Regions from separate parts of the Ovis aries genome. Here region 1 is linked to region 2. Evidence: chromatin contacts called from public Hi-C data. All regions are on one chromosome and are shown on one strand. The core of a region is the stretch at or near the end of the contact, and the rest is flanking DNA. Distances in the headings are between cores, read along the strand shown.

Evidence for each region. A called contact is a pair of places that touch in the nucleus more often than the background predicts.
Region 1: a Hi-C map of liver shows a contact between it and region 2, with 2.3 times the contacts expected there. The contact joins the enhancer-like site here to the promoter of GRK4 in region 2. A contact is called at or near these places in 2 of 16 Hi-C or Micro-C datasets (blood and liver).

Annotation. Positions count from the first base shown.
Region 1 is chr6:116,679,123-116,683,795 of ARS-UI_Ramb_v3.0, reverse strand. LOC132660030 (a long non-coding RNA gene) reads right to left here. Exons shown (of 2, transcript XR_009601193.1): 2 at 3,483-4,673. Among named protein-coding and RNA genes, the nearest start is that of SH3BP2, 13 kb to the right of the region's middle. Within about 2 kb of position 2,670, at least 6 of the 54 cell types and tissues checked have an H3K27ac peak or open chromatin away from gene starts, as enhancers often do. A contact at or near this core is called in liver, where this site is marked.
Region 2 is chr6:116,510,471-116,514,555 of ARS-UI_Ramb_v3.0, reverse strand. It overlaps GRK4 (G protein-coupled receptor kinase 4), which reads left to right and starts at 1,469. Exons shown (of 15, transcript XM_060417709.1): 1 at 1,469-2,055. The coding sequence starts at 2,004. It overlaps NOP14 (NOP14 nucleolar protein), which reads right to left and starts at 1,321. Exons shown (of 18, transcript XM_027971279.2): 1 at 1,009-1,321. The coding sequence starts at 1,200.

The sequences.
Region 1 (4,673 bases), core at 1,421-3,920, 170 kb before region 2:
CTGCAGTCACCATCTACGGTGATTTTAGAACCCAAGGAACTGAAGTCTGTCACTGTTTCCATTGTTTCCCCATCTATTTGCCATGTAGCGATGGGACCGGATGCCATGATTTTCGTTTTTTGAATGTTGAGTTTTAAGCCAGCTTTTTCACTCTCCTCTTTCACTTTCATCAAGAGGCTCTTTAGTTCCTCTTTGCTTTCTGCCATAAGGGTGGTATCATCTGCATATCTGAGGTTATTGAGATTTCTCCCGGCAATCTTGATTCCAGCCTGTGCTTCATCCAGCCCAGGGTTTCTCATGATGTACTCGGCATATAAGTTAAATAAGCAGGGTGACAATATACAGCCTTGACGTACTCCTTTCCCAATTTGGAACCAGTCTGTTGTTCCATGTCTGGTTCTAACTGTTGCTTCTTGACCTGCATACAGATTTCTCAGGAGGCAGCTAAGGTGGTCTGGTATTCCCATCTCTAAGAATTTTCCAGTTAGTTGTGATCTACACAGTCAGAGGCTTTGGCATAGTCAATAAAGCAGAAATAGATGCTTTTCTGGAACTCTTGCTTTTTTGATGATCCAGCGGATGTTGGCAGTTTGATCTCTGGTTCCTCTGCCTTTTCTAAATCCTGCTTGAACATCTGCAAGTTCTCAGTTCATGTACTATTGAAGCCCGGCTTGGAGAATTTTCAGTGTTCCTTTACTAGCGTGTGAGGTGAGTGCAAATGTGCGGTATTTTGAGCATTCTTTGGCATTGTATTTCTTTGGGATAGAATGAAAATTGACCTTTCCAGTCCTGTGGCCACTGCTGAGTTTTCCAAATTTGCTGGCATATTGAGCGCAGCACTGTCACAGCATCATCTTTCAGGACTGGAAGTCGCTCAGGTGGAATTCCATCGCTGCTTTGTTCGCAGTGATGCTTCCTGAGGCCCACTTGGCTTCGGACTCCAGGATGTCTGGCTCAAGGTGAGTGATCACACCATCGTGGTCATCTGGGTCATGAAAATCTTTTTTGTACAGTTAATATTTCTGTGTATTCTTGCCACCTCTTCTTAATATCTTCTGCTTCTGTTAGGTCCATACCATTTCTGTCCTTTATTGTGCTCATCTTTGCATGAAATGTTCCCCTGGTATCTCTAATTTTCTTGAAGAGATCTCTAGTCTTTCCTGTTCTATTGTTTTCCTCTATTTCTTTGCACTGATCACTGAGGAAGGCTTTCTTATCTCTCCCTGCTATTCTTTGGAGGTCTGCATTCAGATGGATATATCTTTCCTTTTTTCCCTTTTACTTCTCTTCTATTCACAGCTATTTGTAAGGCCTCCTCAGACAGCCATTTTGCTTTTTTGCATTTCTTTTTCTTGGGGATGGTCCTGATCACTGCCTCCTGTACAATGTCACGAACCTCCGTCCATGGTTCTTCAGGCACTGTGTCTATTAGGTCTAATTCCTTGAATCTATTTCTCACTTCCACTGTATAATCATAAGGGATTTGATTCAGGTCATACCCGAATGGTCTAGTGGTTTTCCCTACTTTCTTCAATTTAAGTCTGAATTTGGTAATAAGGAGTTCATGATCTGAGCCGGCTAGTCAGCTCCTGGTCTTGTTGTTGCTGACTATGTAGAGCTTCTCCATCTTTGGCTGCAAAGAATATAATCAGTCTGATTTCGGTGTTGACCGTCTGGTGATGTCCATGTGTAGAGTCTTCTCTTGTGTTGTTGGAAGAGGGTGTTTGCTATGACCAGTGCATTCTCTTGGCAAAACTGTTAGCCGCTCACTAGCATACGAAATTACCCAGCCTATAAAAACTAACCCTGCCTCACTTCAGGACCTCACTGGCCCTCTGCGATGCCCCACAGTCTGTCTGTGGGGTGTGCGTCTCCCTGACTTGAATGAATCCACTTCTTACCCATCACTTTGTCTCTCACTGAATTCTTTCTGCGATGAGGCATCAGGGACCTGAGCTTCACTGGGTGCTGACACCAGATTCTGTTGGTTGTGGCTGGGTTCTCATCCCAATCTGAGGTAAACGTTTCGCTCCTGGCTTCCACTCCCCCGCCGTCAGCTCCAGAGAAAGGGGGTCTAACAAGGCCACCTTCGCCTTGTCCGGCGGGTGGTTCCCAGGTAAGCAGGGGAAGGGAGGACGCGGAGATCGCCCGACGGCTGCCTGAGCAGCTGCGCGCCCCCTGAGAGGCAGGCAAGAGAGGAGATGCCGGCTGCAGAAGGGCCCAGGTCTCTTGCAGAAGGGCCCCGCGGAGATGCCCCTGCGGAAGCGCAGGGTGAGGGGCGGCGGTGCTGGCGGCGGCCGCTCCGCCCACATGCGGCCTGTGACCTCGCCCCTCACCCAGTCCCTCGCGGAGGGTACAGGCCCCAGGAGGGCCCTCGGGCCGCCCGACCTCTGGACGCACCGCCGCCACGCCCGGGGCCCACCTGCCACCCACCTGGAGGAACAGTCTCTGATCAGGGGCCCACAGTTCGTTTCTTGACTTGAGTGATCAAAAATGCAAATTCTGTGGGACCCCTATTTAGTTCCAGGTGGGCACGGGCGCCCCAGGGCAGAGCTCAGGGGCATCCGACAGCTACGCAGGGGCCCCGGCACAGCGGACGAGACCCTGGGCCCGGGCCTGCTTCCAGAGACGCCCTCCCGTGAGTGCCCGCAAGGGGGCGGTGTGGGCCAGCGCTTCCAGGGCCGCCGGCGGCCGGCCGCCGCCTGGGGCAGAACCCAGAGCGCGGCGGAACAGCCCTCCCCACGTCCGGGGCAGCTCCCCACTCCTGGCTGCTCCCGGGCACACGGAGTCCACCCCTGCCGGCCCCCAACCCCTCCTTACATCGCTCGCTACCTTGTTCATCTCCAAGGTCATCTCAGAGGCAGGGACGTCACCCTGCTCCCCCTTCCTGGGCACTTCCGTCCTGTGGTTGTAAAGGGGGGTCCAATCCAGAGTCTGCCGTGGCCCTAAGGAGGTGTCCCCACACCTCAGGCTCCCTCCCTGGGGTGGGCTCACAGGGGGTCTCTGGACTGGGGGACCCTCAGGAGCAGGGGGGCCAGTGTCCATTTACAGGACAATGAGAACCCAGGTGTGTCCCAACCACCCACCCTCAGAGCCCAGAACACTGGGAACTGCCCTCCAGGCAGGATGTCGCGGGGTTTCCTGAGGGAATCTGATCATCTAGAGATCCTGCCAGGTCATCGTGTGGACCTCACCGTGCAGGACCCCCCCCTCCTGCCTGAGCGCTAGGCCAGTTCAGCCGGACCCAGACGTCAGAAGGACCCTTGGCTCCTGAAGATCAGGACAAACAAACAGGAAAAGGGGGACTGGGAGGAAACAGAGACGGCTGGGAGAAGACGGCTTAGAAAAACTGGAACTGTTCACCTCAGATTGGGAATTGAACCCACGTGGCAGGGACGACACCCACAGAACGTGCTGTCAGGACCTGGTGAAGCTCAGGTTCTTGGTGTCTCATCACAGAAAGAGTTCAGTGAGAGACAAAGTGATGGGTAAGAAGTGGATTTATTCAGATTCAGAGAGAAGCACGCTCCACAGACAGAGTGTGGGCCCTTGCTGAGGGCGAGTGAGACTGAAGCGTGGCCTGGTTAGTTTTTATCAGTTCAGTTCAGTCGCTCAGTCGTGTCCAGCTCTTTGCGACCCCGTGACTGCAGCACGCCAGGCCTCCCTGTCCATCACCATCTCCCGGAGCCTGCTCAAACTCATGTCCATCGAGTTGGTGACGCCATCCAACCATCTCATCCTTGTCATCCCCCCTTCAATCTTTCCCAGCATCAGGGTCTTTTCCAGGGAGTCAGCTTTTCACATCAGGTGACCAAAGTATTGGCGTTTCAGCTTCACCATCAGTCCTTCCAATGAATATTCAGGACTGATTTCCCTTAGGATGGACTGCTTTGATCTCCTTGCTGTCCAAGGGATTCTCAAGAGTCTTCTCCAACACCACAATTCAAAAGCATCAATTCTTTGGTGCTCAGCTTTCTTTATGGTCCAACTCTCACATTCATACATGACTACTGGAAAAACCATAGCTTTGACCATACCGATCTTTGTCAGCAAAGTAATATGTCTGCTTTTTAATATGCTGTCTAGGTTGCTCATAGCTCTTCTTTCAAGGAGCAAGCATCTTTTAATTTCCTGGAAGCAGTCACCATCCGCAGTGATTTTGAAGCCCAAGAAAGTAAAGTCTGTCACTGTTTCCATTGTTTCCCCATCTATTTGTCATGAAATGATGGGACCGGATGCCATGACCTTAGTTTTTTGAATGTTGAGCTTTAAGCCAATTTTTCACTCTCCTCTTTCACCTTCATCAAGAGGCTCTTTAGTTCCTCTTTGCTTTCTGCCATAACGGTGGTGTCATCTGCGTATCTGAGGTTATTAATATTTCTCCCAGCAATCTTGATTCCAGCTTGCACTTCATCCATCTGGGCATTTCAAATGATGTACTCTGCATATAAGTTAAATAAGCTGGGTGACAATATACAACCTTGATGTACTACTTTCCCAGTTTGGAACCAGTCTATCGCTCCATGTCTGGTTCTAACTGTTGCTCCTTGACCTGCATACAGATTTCTCAGGAGGCAGGTCAGGTGGTCTGGTATCCCCATCTCTTTAAGAATTTTCCAGTTTTTTGATCCACACAGTCAAAGGCTTTGGCGTAGTTTTTAGTTTTTATAGAC
Region 2 (4,085 bases), core at 220-2,719:
CACACCCTAGCCCTTACCAGATGTGTGACTGTAGGAAATTTCCCTACCTTAATTTTTTCACTAACCTACTAATGTCTCCTCCTCAGAATGACAATAAATAGTTAAAAGCACCCAATGAGCATGTCTCAGAAGCTACATAGAGAATGCCAGCAGAATGGAATCTGAAAGTACAGAATAGTCTGGGACCGTAAGCACAAGAAAAGGGATGGCTGTGAGGTTTTCCAAAAAAGGTTAGCATTTCAGTTACCTTGCAAAGGACAAAGTCATGTGCTGCAAAAGTGAAGTTGCTCAGTTGTGCTGACTCTTTGCGACCCCATGGACTGTAGCCCACCAGGCTCCTCGGTCCATGGGATTTTCCAGGCAAGAGTACAGGAGTGGGTTGCCATTTCCTTCTCCAGAGGATCTTCCCAACCCAGGGATCGCACCCGTGTCTCCCGCATTGCAGGCGGATTATTTTACCGTCGGAGCCCACCAGGGAACCCCTATGTTGATGCACTCCTTCACCAAACATCTACTGAGCAGACTGTGTAATCCCTTATCCTTAAATCAGCAGAGCTCAGCCTCGAGGAAGGCGGGTAAGAGGGCCCCACGACGACCAGGGCGGCACAGAAGTGATTAGCTATGCCAGAGGGGGCTGGACCTGTGCACTGGGGCTCCACGGAGCGACAGCGGTTCTGCAGGGCGATGTCGTCCCATCACACGCAGAAGCAGAGGCAAGAGGACGCACACAGTCCAGCCGACACACGGCACACACACACGGCGTCTAACTGCGCCAGGCTGTCCTGAGGACTCTCTCAGGGCACGCGTCCCACCCTTCCAGCCGCCCGCCCAGGAGCTAGGTACCATTGGCCCATCCTACGTACAGAAGGGAACCAGCACCGTGGCCCGCGCGCTGCCGCAGTGGGTGGGGAGAGCAGGGCCGCGCGGCTGGCCCGGGCCGGCAGGCAGGGCAAGGGACCCCTCGGAGGACGCCCCCCCCGCCCCCGGGGGGCCCGGCTCCCCGCTGACCTTCTGCAGGGCCCGCGCGCGCGACACCCCGGGCAGGCCCACGTCGTGGCGCGTCTTCCTGCCCAGAACCTGGAACTTCTGCCGGTTCACTTTCACCTCGAATGGGTTGGGGTTCGGCCTCGCCCGGCCCCCCCACGCGCCCGCCGGGGCCGCAGAGGCCTTCCCGCGCGCGGCGGTCCTGGCCTTCCCCATGGCGACACACCCCGCACCTCAGGGTGCGGACGAGCAGGAGAAGGCGGCAGCGGCTCAGGCTCCCTCAGCAGACACGTGCGGCCTGGCAGCCTGAGACAGCCGCCCGCATCTCGCGATAACTGAGCCAGCGAGAAGTAGGAACGTTGGGGAAAACACTGCCACGCCCCCGCGCGGCCTTCTCGCCCACAGGCCGAGCGACTACAACTCCCAGCAGGCCGCGCTCGCGCCCCGCCGCCTCCGCCCCGCGCGGGGCCTTCTGGGAGCGGTCGTGGCCCGCGAGGCGCCGCTCCCGCCTCAGGGCGCTCTGGCTCCCTCGTCCGAAGAGCCGTTGGCGGGAAGCCGGCTGCTGTGCGAGTAGGTGGCGGCGGCGGCGGCGGCGGCAGTAGCCGTCGCCGCCGGGGGCGGTGCCCCGGCCAGTGAGCCGCTCTCAGGGCGATGGGGCCGGCAGCCTGGGCCACGGCGCGGCGGCGGTGACCGCGGGGAACCGGCCCTCCAGCTCCGCGGCCGCAGCCCCCGGCCCCGGAGGCGAGGCGGCCGGGCGCCCTCAGCGTACGAAGCAGCGGCGTCGTCGAAAGCAGACCGAGAGGCGGCGGCGAGGGTGGTGGCCGTGGCCGTGGCCGTGGCCGGGTCCGTGGCAGCAGCAGCAGGTGCAGGAGCGGCGGCCCAGGGCGCGACCCGACGCGGAGTCGGGCGGGCGATGCCCGGGGGCCGCCCCGCGGCCGATCCCCGCCTTGCCCCCGCCTCCTCCCGCCGAGAGAGCCAGGCGGCGGCGGCGAAGAAGACGACGACGACGGCGGTCATCTATGGAGCTCGAGAACTTCTTGGCCAACACGATGCTGCTGAGAGCGCGCCAAGGTGGGTGCACAGCGGCGCCCCGACCCCGCCCGAGTCCTGAGCCCGTGCAGCCGCAGCCCTGCCGGGAACACCGACACTGCCGCGGCGCCCGGATCTTCCGCGCAGCCTCACTCCCTGGAGTGCGCGGTCGGCGAGTGGTCAGCCCTGGCTCCTAACGCCTAAGCTGCTCCGTCGCCTTTCGGCGCCGCCTCAGGACCCGAGTGAAGGAAGCGCGCGCGCTGCTCCAGTTCTGCACTTGCTCCCCTGTCCTGCCCTCCTTCCGGAACCTCGGGACGCAGTGTGGCTTCAGCCTCGGGCGATCAGTGTGATCTGTCCCCAAGAGAGGAGGCCAGACCAGCCAGTAAAGCCGGCGGCAAAGAACCGTGTCTTTGTGGTTTTCAAAGGACCACCGAAGAGAATACCGTGAACCACCATGGGAGGCCCTTCCCTTACGTGTGTTTTGTTGTCTTGCGACCCGGTGGACTGTAGCCCGCCAGGCTCCTCTGTCCATGAGATTTCCCAGGCAAGAATACTGGAGCGGGGGACTGTTAACATCTCTTCTTGGATTTGAGGTTTGATGGTGTCCAGACTTGTGTAGAGTGGGTTTTAGCCCGGCTTAGGGAGAGATTGAACACATTAGGAAGAATTCATGCTGGTCGCAATGTAGAAGCAGCAGTTGGGCCCACCCTTCCACTTGCTGACCCCGGGAGTATAGTCCTCTGTGGAGGTGACTCCTCTGCTGCTCCTGGAGAGATGGGAGGGCTGGCGGCAGAGCCCACCCATAGTTCTTCAGCCCCTTTGCTCTTAGGGCTTCGGTGTGGGCTCAGTCGCTTCATCTTTGTGCTGGCAACAGAGTAAGTGCCCACCGGAGGATGTGTGTTTAATACAGTCTGGAAGAAGTATTTTGTTCTCTGTCTCCCAGGGCTTCAAAGTTCCAGTCCTGGTGCACATGTTGGCTAAGTGGAATTCTTGGTGACTTGTGATGCTGCTGAGAAGCATCAATCAGTTCATCTTGTGGTTAGAGTAGTGCTTAACATTGTGTAAGGGAAGTTAAGCTGGAATATCAGACTTGGGGAGTTCTCTTTTTAAGCCACCTCCTTCCCATTTCAAGAGGAAAGATCTTGACTAAAATGGGCATGGTTTTTCACACCTTGGAGACTGCATCAGAAACACTATGCGGGAATTTCTCGAAGTCACAGTGAGTGATGCAGAGAATTAGCCACTGAAGTTAGGGGTTACACGAAGGGATTCTGATTTCAGACGTAATGAACTTTTATTATGTAAAGTGTTTGCTGTATTAGGAGTTGAAAATCAAGACCGCAGTACTTCTGTGTGCTCACTGGAATCCCTCTGAGTAGAAGAACTGAGGACGGGTAGGAAGAAGCCGGGTCCTACTTTGCTGTTCAGGCCCTGGAGAGCCCTTAGAGTAAGACGGGCATTGATTGTCGTCTGGCGCCCCTCACTCTGAACTCAGCACTGATCATAGAAGTGGATCATCCTCCGTGGAAATCAGATCTGACTGAGGCTGAACCTGTTTTCTTTCTGCTCTGCTTTTATGTCTGGGTATAATGTTTGAATAGAGAATATTGTACCAAACAGACTGCCTTACAGTGCTGCAGAGCTTAGGTAAGGAGGAACATGTAAGTATTCTATAAATGCTAAATAACATAAAACCACTGTTTTCTGCCATAAAGCCTAGGACCACGTTGATAATTGCTTAAGGAAGTTTTAAAGTTTATTCCCTCAACTATTAACTTGTGGTATTATAACTCTTACGAGGTGTACCTCCAAGTCAGCAGGGAGTGTTTACTCGTGTGTTAAAGGAGTCATTATATCAGTGTGGTTAATGCTTAGAGAAGTTGAATCGGAAATGTCAGAAAGATGTGAATATTAAGTGCTGCATTTGGTTATGATTTAGGGTTGTTTACCCAAGTTGTAAACTGTTTATTTGCTTTAGGAGCTTGTAGTGTATTTCTCAGAAAGTACCTTCTTGGACACTTGTCTGTTCATGGTTAGTTACCCCTCAGTCAATTTCTCTGGCTCCATATTAG